Regions from separate parts of the Gossypium hirsutum genome. Here region 2 is linked to region 1. A link is a contact called in public Hi-C data. All regions are on one chromosome and are shown on one strand. Each heading gives the region's core, a stretch centred on a gene start, on an enhancer-like site or on the middle of the called end of the contact. The rest is flanking DNA. Distances are from core to core; before and after follow the strand shown. Region 1 holds the start of LOC107950578 (pentatricopeptide repeat-containing protein At3g18110, chloroplastic). Region 2 holds the start of LOC107950571.

The links. A called contact is a pair of places that touch in the nucleus more often than the background predicts.
Region 2: a contact with region 1 is called in a Hi-C map of leaf, with 3 times the contacts expected there. The contact joins the promoter of LOC107950571 here to the promoter of LOC107950578 in region 1. A contact is called at or near these places in 15 of 34 Hi-C or Micro-C datasets (anther, callus, hypocotyl and 2 more).

What each region holds. Positions count from the first base shown.
Region 1 is chrD03:7,673,940-7,678,401 of Gossypium_hirsutum_v2.1, forward strand. It overlaps LOC107950578 (pentatricopeptide repeat-containing protein At3g18110, chloroplastic), which reads right to left and starts at 3,081. Exons shown (of 4, transcript XM_016885457.2): 1 at 1-3,081. The coding sequence starts at 2,962.
Region 2 is chrD03:7,989,212-7,993,995 of Gossypium_hirsutum_v2.1, forward strand. LOC107950571 reads left to right here and starts at 1,375. Exons shown (of 3, transcript XM_016885452.2): 1 at 1,375-1,629; 2 at 2,885-3,087. The coding sequence starts at 1,534.

The DNA.
Region 1 (4,462 bases), core at 1,831-4,330:
TGCAGTACATTATTATCAAAGTGTTGTAAGTGTCCTCATTTGGTTCAAGTCCAGCTTCTATAATCTGTTGATATATCTGAGCTGTCCTTTTGTAATCCTCAATTCCTGAGTATAACTTTAGCATAGAATTCCAAATTGAAAGATCAGGCTTAAATCCTGCTTCTTCCATTTCAGAGACAATTGCTTCAACATCCCTCACCCGTTTACCCTTGCAGAACAGTCTAATCATAATCCTGTAAAGATGCATTGTAGGAAAATACCCTGCAGCTTTCATTCCACTGTATATCTTCTTCACCTCAAAGAGGTTTCCAGCTTCTGCAAATGCATCAAGCATCAGAAGAATAGAACTCTTGCTTATTTTAAAACCCATATCTTGCAACTCCTCGATTACCACATAAATCTCAGACAATCTTCCATCCACAACTAGTGCTTCCAATAGACCATTAATGGAATCTACTGTTGGCGAAGGACCATCTCTCATCATTGTATTAAAAACAGCTCTAGCTCGTTCATAGCAACCGCTTGCGGCATAAGCCTGTATTAAGGCATTCCAGATTTTGCGATCCACATTCATATATCTTTGTCTAACATTGCCCACCACACTTTCAGCTTTCTGCCACAGCTTCACTTTTCCATATGCTTCAATAACATCAACATAAATAATAGAATTGTCAAGCAGAAGACCTTGCACTTCAGCTTGATTAATCAAACAATGTGCCGTCTCAGGGAAGCCCATTTTACAATATACCCTAATCATACATTTCATGATACATTCAGAAGGTTCAACACCACAGAATCTCATTTCAGTAAAAATCTGAGAAGCCTCAGTTAGAAGTTTATTTTCTTCACAGCATCTAATAAGGGACTCATACATGGTAGAACTCCTGCTAAATGAACCAGATTCTCTAGCATTACTGTACTCCTTCAAGGCAGCATCTAACTGGCAAGCCTCACAAAGTACGACAACTAGAGCTTCAGTTATCAGTTTACTGGGCCCTTCAGTGTGTTCTTTCAAGAACTCAAGTAATTCACATGCTTCTTTGTTCCTGCCAGATGAACTGTATGAACTCAAAATAGACAACAAATTTTCATCATCTAGCGCTTCACCATTACTTATGCCTAATCTCAGCATCTGTACAGCCAGGTCATAGCATTCACCCTTGACAAGGAAAGAAGAAACAGTTTGAAGATTCATACCACAAAGTTCTTTCATGTCTCCAACCACCATTTTAATTTCTTCCACTTTGTTTTCCTTTGTTAGTGCCTGAAGCATCACCTCATAAAGTATATTATCTGGTGTGAAACCATCACGAACCATTTCCTGGTACAGCACCCATGCTTTTGTTATTTCATTACATCTCAAAAGGATATCCAACATGACAGAGTATGCCAGGAAATCAGGTCTAACCCCAGATTTCCGCATGCAATTAAATGTATCCTCAGCCTCCACAGCCATTCCAGCCTTAGCATACCCACAAATCAAAGCACTATAAGTCCGCACAGTAGGCTTAACACCTGCATCCAACATCTCTGACATCAAATTAGAAGCCTCCTTTATCTTATTTGCTTTCCCTAGGGAATCGATCAAGACTGTATATGTTACCACATCTGGACTCCGCCCTGACAATTTCATGTCCTTGTAAAGCTGCAATCCCAATTCATGCTGGCCCTGCTTCCCATACATGTGAATAATTGTATTATAAGTCATCTCATCTCTACCGAACCCCATTTCAATCATTTCTTCACAAATCTCTTTTACCTTGTCCACATTTCCTTCTCTTGCAAAAGCATATAACAATGAATTATATGTGACTGCATCCGGGAAAAACCCTTTAGACTCTAAATCCCTAAACAGCTGCTCAGCTTTATATGCCATCCCACATCTCCCATACACAGAAATCATAGCATTGTAAGTCCATAAATCAGGTTGACAATTATGGCTGTCCATATCGTCAAAAACCTTCATTGTCTCCTCCAAGTTTGATTCCCTAGAACAAGCACTAATAAGAGTATTATAAGTTATTATATCTGGCCTAAGACCAGACCTCCTGACCTCATTCAAAAGCTTGATAGCTAAATCAGGCACCATAGCTCCTGCTTTCAATCTGGCATTTATTAAAGTATTGAAACTCACGAGGTCAGGCTCACACCCTCTCTTACGCATTAAATCAAGCAGTTCCTGCACTTTCTGAAACCTTCCATTTCGTGCATAAACACCCATCATGGCATTATAAACCTGGACGGTATTTCCAACAGCAGGCTCAGCCCTGGTAAAGATTTCAACAGCTAAAATCTCCTGATTGGCCTTCCCCAGCACAGCCAAGATAGTAGCAAGCATCCTGGCATTAGGGGAATACCAGTTCTTCAAATTTAACCACTCATAAACTTCCAGGGCACGTTGCCAGTTCTCCTGACCAACATATTTCACTAGGAAGCAAAAATCGGTTGGTGTCATCTGAACTTTCCTATCATCCAAAACATCAGCAACAAACTGGTCTTGTTCCAACCCCAAAATCCTGTCTGTCAAAAACTTCACTCTTTCTCTCCAATCTTTGGCCCTTTTCAATGCCAGTTTACTCATTTTCTTAACTCTAGTCTTACTTATTCTCCCCAATTTCTCCTGGGTCTCATCGCTCACTTCCAAAGTTTCAGACTTTGAGGACTCCAAAGACAATTCAGCTTCCTTAACAACATGGGTAAGTTGAGGAGAGGTAGGTGAAAAATGGGTTTGACTTAAAGGGTAAGTTTCAGCTAGTTGAATTTGAAGGTGAGGCCATCTCTCAGATGGGGAGGCTCTGCTATAGCTAAATGTGCTGTTATTACTAGTGCTGTCATTTGAGTGTTCATTTGGTGAAGGACTTGAGAGGTGGGAAGAAGAGTAAGAGATAGAGGTGTTCATGCATACCTTTGAAGTAGGAGAGGCAAAGGTTACAACAAGTCCTCCATTGCAAGACATGGCCATGGCCAAGGCCAATGTCCTCTAGCCTTCTCAAAGTTCAAGTCGAGTGCTGCGGAAGAAAACAAGATAAAAGATATTTCTCCCCCATTGCTTTTGGCGGGGTGCGGAGCGGATGTTTATTCTGGAGTTGGGAGTTGCTAGTCGAATAGATGTTTCTGTTTCCCTAAAAGTTGGGTCCAACTTGGTTTGGGTTTAATTGGCCCATCTGACTTCCAAGCCTACAGAATTTCATAAAATTACTACTTTGGTCACTAAGTTTGAAGATGCTCCTATTTTGGTCACTTAAAAAGTTTATTGATGTGTCCTAATAAAAGAAAATGTTATTGATGATAAAAGGAAACCTAATTAGCTTAGGTCAATTTAGTTGTGGAATCCACTCTCCAAAGAGATTTTTTTTTCATTTTAGTTTCTGACTTTTCATTTTGAATCTCAGAACAAGAAAGAAAATGAAAAGATTTAATAAACTCGAGGTTTTTTTTCCTTTAATTGTAAGATGTGACTTTAAAATATAATACATTAAATACATTTAAAATATTAAAATAAATATTTTTTAACAAATTAAAAATACGTAAAAAAATCTTTATACTTAAATAATATTAAGATAGTTGCAACTTAGCAAGTAAATGTCTCTAAATTAATAGTAAAATTAACAATAAAACAAGAGTTATATAATATCTAAACAATAACAATAAAATAGTAGCAATATAATAGCGAAATAGTAGCAAAACAACAGCAAAATAACTTATTTGGTTTGGGCCAAGCCAAAAAATCCTACCCGAGGCTCAGTTAATTTAGAAAATGGATATTATTTTTTGTCAAAACTTATTTTTCGAGTTTATATTTTTATTTAAACCCTCCAACATTTGAGATAGACTTTCAAATTTAAACGAATAATCTAGTACATAATTAATTCCTGTTACATATAAAGAAAAAAAATTTGAGAGCAAAGGCATAGCAGGCGACAATAGAAATGCGAATAAAGAAAAGAGAGAGAAATGGCAGCCTCAAAAAAAGCAAAGGTAGTGTTGATCATCAGAGTTGCATAGGTACTTCTTGCAAGCTTTTGAGCAACTCGGTGGTTCACATATCGAATTGTTTTTCCATTGCAATTTATTTCAATTTCTTTTTTGATGGAATTGGAATTTGTTTTGCAGTTGCAATGCCTAAGAAATTTAGGGAGCTGATGAAGGTTGATGGGCTTACAAATGATGAAGTTAAAAAGCCATTTACAGGTTTGTACTACTAATTTAAATCATTAAATGTTATTCACAATAAACTAAAAGGATGTAAATATGATTGTAATACCTCTAATTTGGATTGGCCACGATATCAATCAAACAATGCTATCATTGATGCTCAGAGGCATCTCTAATAATCCTATTGACTATACAATACCTATATTCGATCAAAACAATCCTAATTACTATTAAACATTAGATTTATAAATGCTAATTATAAACCTCAGCTTGCCTACTTATAAACGTGCTAATCTTCGAAACTAGG
Region 2 (4,784 bases), core at 125-2,624, 310 kb after region 1:
TTAGAAATATTTAAAATTAATATTATATATTAAAATATTAACAATAAGTTATAATAAATTATTTTTTATATTTTTACTAAAATATTATAATATTAACTAATTTGAACATTATAAATACATATTTGTTACTTTATAATATCATGTCTAAAATGGACATTTTATTTTTCAAAAGTACTTTTTGACAGCAATATCAAACACTCAAATTTTTCAAAAGCACTTCTCAAAAGCACTTTTCCAGAGCACTTCTCAAAAACATTTTTCAAAAGCAATGAAGAACTAACCCTTAATCTAACACTTCCCTAAAATTATAACCCTTAAACTTAGTTAAAATAATGTACCATAAACCTTACCTTACTTTTGTTTTAATTGTTAATTTTATTTAATTAATCAACTCTAATTAAAATTAAAATATTAATAAAAAAATTGATCTGGTATTAGAAAATATATAATATTAATTAATTTTAAAAAAAATATGAAGTGATACTTTTTATTTGATATTTAAAAAGTGGTTTTTTAGGATAATCCTAATCTATATTAAGCCCTCGAAAAATTTGGCGTCATTATTCAACCGAGTATCAACTCTATTAACTAATAATTAAAATATTGTTGTTTTATAAAGTAAAATATATTATTTTAGTCTTTTATCTTTTTATATCTTTTAAATAAATATAAGCATAATAAAATTTCAATAACTTTACCATTTAAATCAAACTCTTAATTAATTTTTATATCAATATTTTTATAAATTTATTTATTATATAAATTTATTTTTCACGCAATTATGCTAGAAAGGTAATTTAATATAATTTAAATTCAATAATAACGGTTTTAATCAAGAGATAATATAAAAGGTAAAACTATATTTAAGATTATTAAATTATTAATAAATTTATTTTTTGTTATTCAACTTTGAAAATTTATAAAATAATTATTGATTTATTTGTAAATTTTCATTTAAGTCACTATACTATTAAAATTGTTATTGTGTGTCTTTCTTTGTTCGCATTGTTTGTACAAGTTAAAAAGTTTTTTTCCTCTTCTTTTTGACAGTCTAATTATTTTCATGAAATAGTTTTGAACATCATAAATTTATAAATTAAAATCTAAAAAGCTTTCTTCTTTGATTTTCTACACTAACTGTTAGATCGATTTAAATTTAAGGTATATTTTTCTATTCGTCAATACAATCGTCAAATTGTCGTTGAGAATTCACTAACTAAACTTTAATAAAAAAAATTACAGGTTTAAATAAAAACTTTAAAATAGTTCAGTAATTATTTTATAACATTTTGAACTAATATAAACTTACTAATAATTATTAGTGAGCTTAGTGTTATTTACCCAATATAAAAACACATAATATATCTAAGAGCCACACACAATTAACGAACGGCAAGCTTTGGTCTGGGTACCAACTTTATGTTTTCTTTCTCCTTTCAGAAAAACACTTCCTTCATCCTAAGTAATTTGTATCTGTTTCAGACAAAGAGAAAATCTCTAGTTTTGAACAAGGGCTGTGAAAAGGAGAAATAGATGGAAAGAAAGGGCTTAGTTTTATGCAGTGTTGTCGCCTTTCTGGGAGTATTATCAGCCGCTACTGGTTTTGCTGCTGAAGCTACTAGGATCAAGGTAAGTTTATACATAGAGTTTTGATTAGATCTTCTCTGATGAATTTCTTATAAATCCTTGTCCTTTTTTCCCTTTCTTTTTCTTTTGGCTTTGCCTTACTCCTGTCTGTTTTGGGGTGATTAACACTCTGCAAAAGAATAAAAACTGTTACTTTAAAAAAAAACATTGTCTACTTTTCTTTTTTTTCCTTTTAAGTATACATGGGGGATGAAAAATGAAATATAACTTAAGAGTTAAGACATCTTAGTTTTAGTGGGTATGGTATTTTCTTTTAGTAGAAGACTATAGCTTCTTCTTCTTTTTAACGCTTGTGATTTCTTATGAAAAATTCCTTGAGAAACATAGAGAAACCAGATGGTATTTTCTTTTGTTTTTTAATGCTTGTGACCTCAGAAAAAGAAGATAATGCTTTGAGAGCCCTACCCTCTGGTATTTATTTAGCTAAGTGCCTTTTTTTTATTGGGAGTTTTTCTGAAGGGATGAATGTATGAAACAGAAACATAGAGAAACCAGATTCTTAACCTAAGCACAGTGAAGTAAAAATTCAAGGTATTTGAGGGCTAGTCATTATTATTATTGAAAAGTTAATGGAGGAGAGATTCATTATAGACCAAAGTGGGATTTGATCTGTAGAGTTTGAAGTCTTACCAAATAATGGGAGAGGTTCTAGCAGTGAGGCTTCTGTTTCTTTTTCTTTTTCATCATATTTTAGTCATCCTGGCATATAGAATGAGTATTGGTTAAACCACTTCCATGTTCCACTTGCATGAGTTCAGTTTTGTGCATGCTTTGAATGGGACTTTGGGCAAGTTCTTGCAACAATCCTTTGATTAGTTAACTTTAGTCTCTTTTGCACATTGAAAGCAATTTATTTGTCTCCATTGTCACTGTATTCCATTTTACGGGGAGCACTATTATCTCATATAATTGGCTGTTTCTTTAAAATTTTGAGCCGAATGCTTGCACTCACAGTCCATGCTATTTTTTTGGAAGCCTGAGTTAAATTGTTAAGCGCAGAACCTATGGTGTGGACAGCTTTATGCTTCTAAAGACAAGTACAAATAGTGAAATTACTTGGTTCATCTATTTTGTCCAAAATACCTGCTGGCATTAATTTTCAAAATCTGTTTTAATTGGAGCTTGTGAAACTGAAAATATGAATGATATGCTACTACTTCTCTATGCATTAAGTTTACTTGGATATATGTTTTCTGGAATTCTTGTGATGACCAATTGTCCTTTTTTCCCTCTATAGGCTTCAGAAGTTAAGTTTGTATCCACTACACAATGTTCTTATCCCCGAAGTCCTGCACTTGGTCTTGGCTTAACTGCCGCTGCCGCACTTCTGGTAGCTCATATAATTATTAATATTCCAACTGGGTGTATTTGCTGCAAAAGAACCAGTCGAAGTTGGAACTCCTACTGGACAAAAGCTCTTGTCTTCTATGTTATTTCTTGGTGATTCTCGAGCACTTGTTGATAAGACTTTTTTCCTGATTTATTTTTGGCATCATATGTTTTTTATTTTCTTATTATTATTGGTAGGGACTAGGGACTAAATTTTGGAACCTGGATCTTCTGCTTTCTTCATATGATAAGTAGCCTTTATTGCTGCACTACTCTAACGGCCTGAATGTTCAGTTTGATTTGTTTATGATAGTTATTATTTCCTTTTAAATAAGAGGACACCATGACTCAATCATCCTTATCATTTTAAGCCAAACTGGCTTAGTTTGATGTTTTTGTCTTTTGGGAGAAGAATGAATCAGCTTTTGATAATAGACAGATGCATTTTTCTAAAACCAAAAGAAGTTTTCTCCACTTGCCTGTTTGCTGTTGTAGAATGGGGCACAATCATCACCACACTAAGAATAATAAAGATAGCTTCTATGCAAAATTTGAGTTGCATTCATTTAAACTTTAATGTCTATATTACTCTGGTTAATTTTTTTTTAAATGAAAGAATTCTTAACTTGTTTGAGTGCGGATGCCCTAGAGTTTTGTTTTAGATAAGGATATCGCATTGTTCTGAAGTGAAGGTTTGCTGGTATCTTAAACATCTAGACATATTTTGCTTAGATACTTATACCTAAGTCCTAATTTAGGCGACATTTACTAGTTATCTTCTTAATAAGATGTTTGAAAGAAATTAATTAATGAAATGCTAGGCATTTGCAGTTGTAGGATCAGTAGTTCAATTAGGAGTCTATTGTGACCTCAAACTCGACTAGGACTTTTCCATCTTTTGACAATCAGTTAGCAATCGGTTTTGGGTGCTTAGCATAATATCAAAGCCTGGGGGTGGGACATGCATTGCCTTGTATGTTCTTTGTTGATTTATGGTTATAGTCTGCTTGTTTTGCCATTGTTTCAGTTGGCATTTGGCCTACATATATAAGTGGTGTCTTCAGGCCGGTTTCATTTGGGTGGTGTTGTGGCCTTATATTTAAATTGGAGTTGTTTTCTATTATCTTATTGGTTTTAGGATGGAGGCTTTACAAGCTATCACATGCATGTTGAATGCAACTGTGAAAGAGGATTATTTGGCTTAAGAAGCATAGGATTAGAACTTCAATATATGGGTGTCTAGTTGATTTCCAGTTCTGCATGTTTGTTTCTGTTTGCCAGTTGCTTGAGCCAAGGATTATAGGTTGAGAATATGAGTAGTCATTGGACTGTTAATGTGCCTGGAGAAAGAACTTTGAATTGGAAGGATTCATAGGTGTATAGATTGCAACTCTTGAAGTTTTCCTACTTGTTATTGAAGTTTGTGATATCATTTTTCTTGCCACTGTAACCTAAGAACCCATTTAGAAATAAACTCCAAAGAGTGTCAGCTTTTTTTAGTTCATTTTATTGATTTTTACTGCATAGAGGGAGATGAGGACAGGTCTGGTATATCTAGAAAATTTTGTAATAAAAGCTTTAGCTTGCTTTTAGTTAGAGAATGGCCAGTGAATAACTTGAGAGAAAAAAAGAGCTTTTACTTGCTTAAATAGGCCTCTGAAGCTCAGATCTTCTAATGTTTGAAAGAGTGCCTGAATGTTAATGTGAACTTTAAAGAAAGCAGAGGTGTGTTCTTGGTTATTCCATGTGATGTGAGTAGTCCCACTTAGGCTTAATAGTCCAATCTGGTTTCGCTTGCAGTGTGCCGA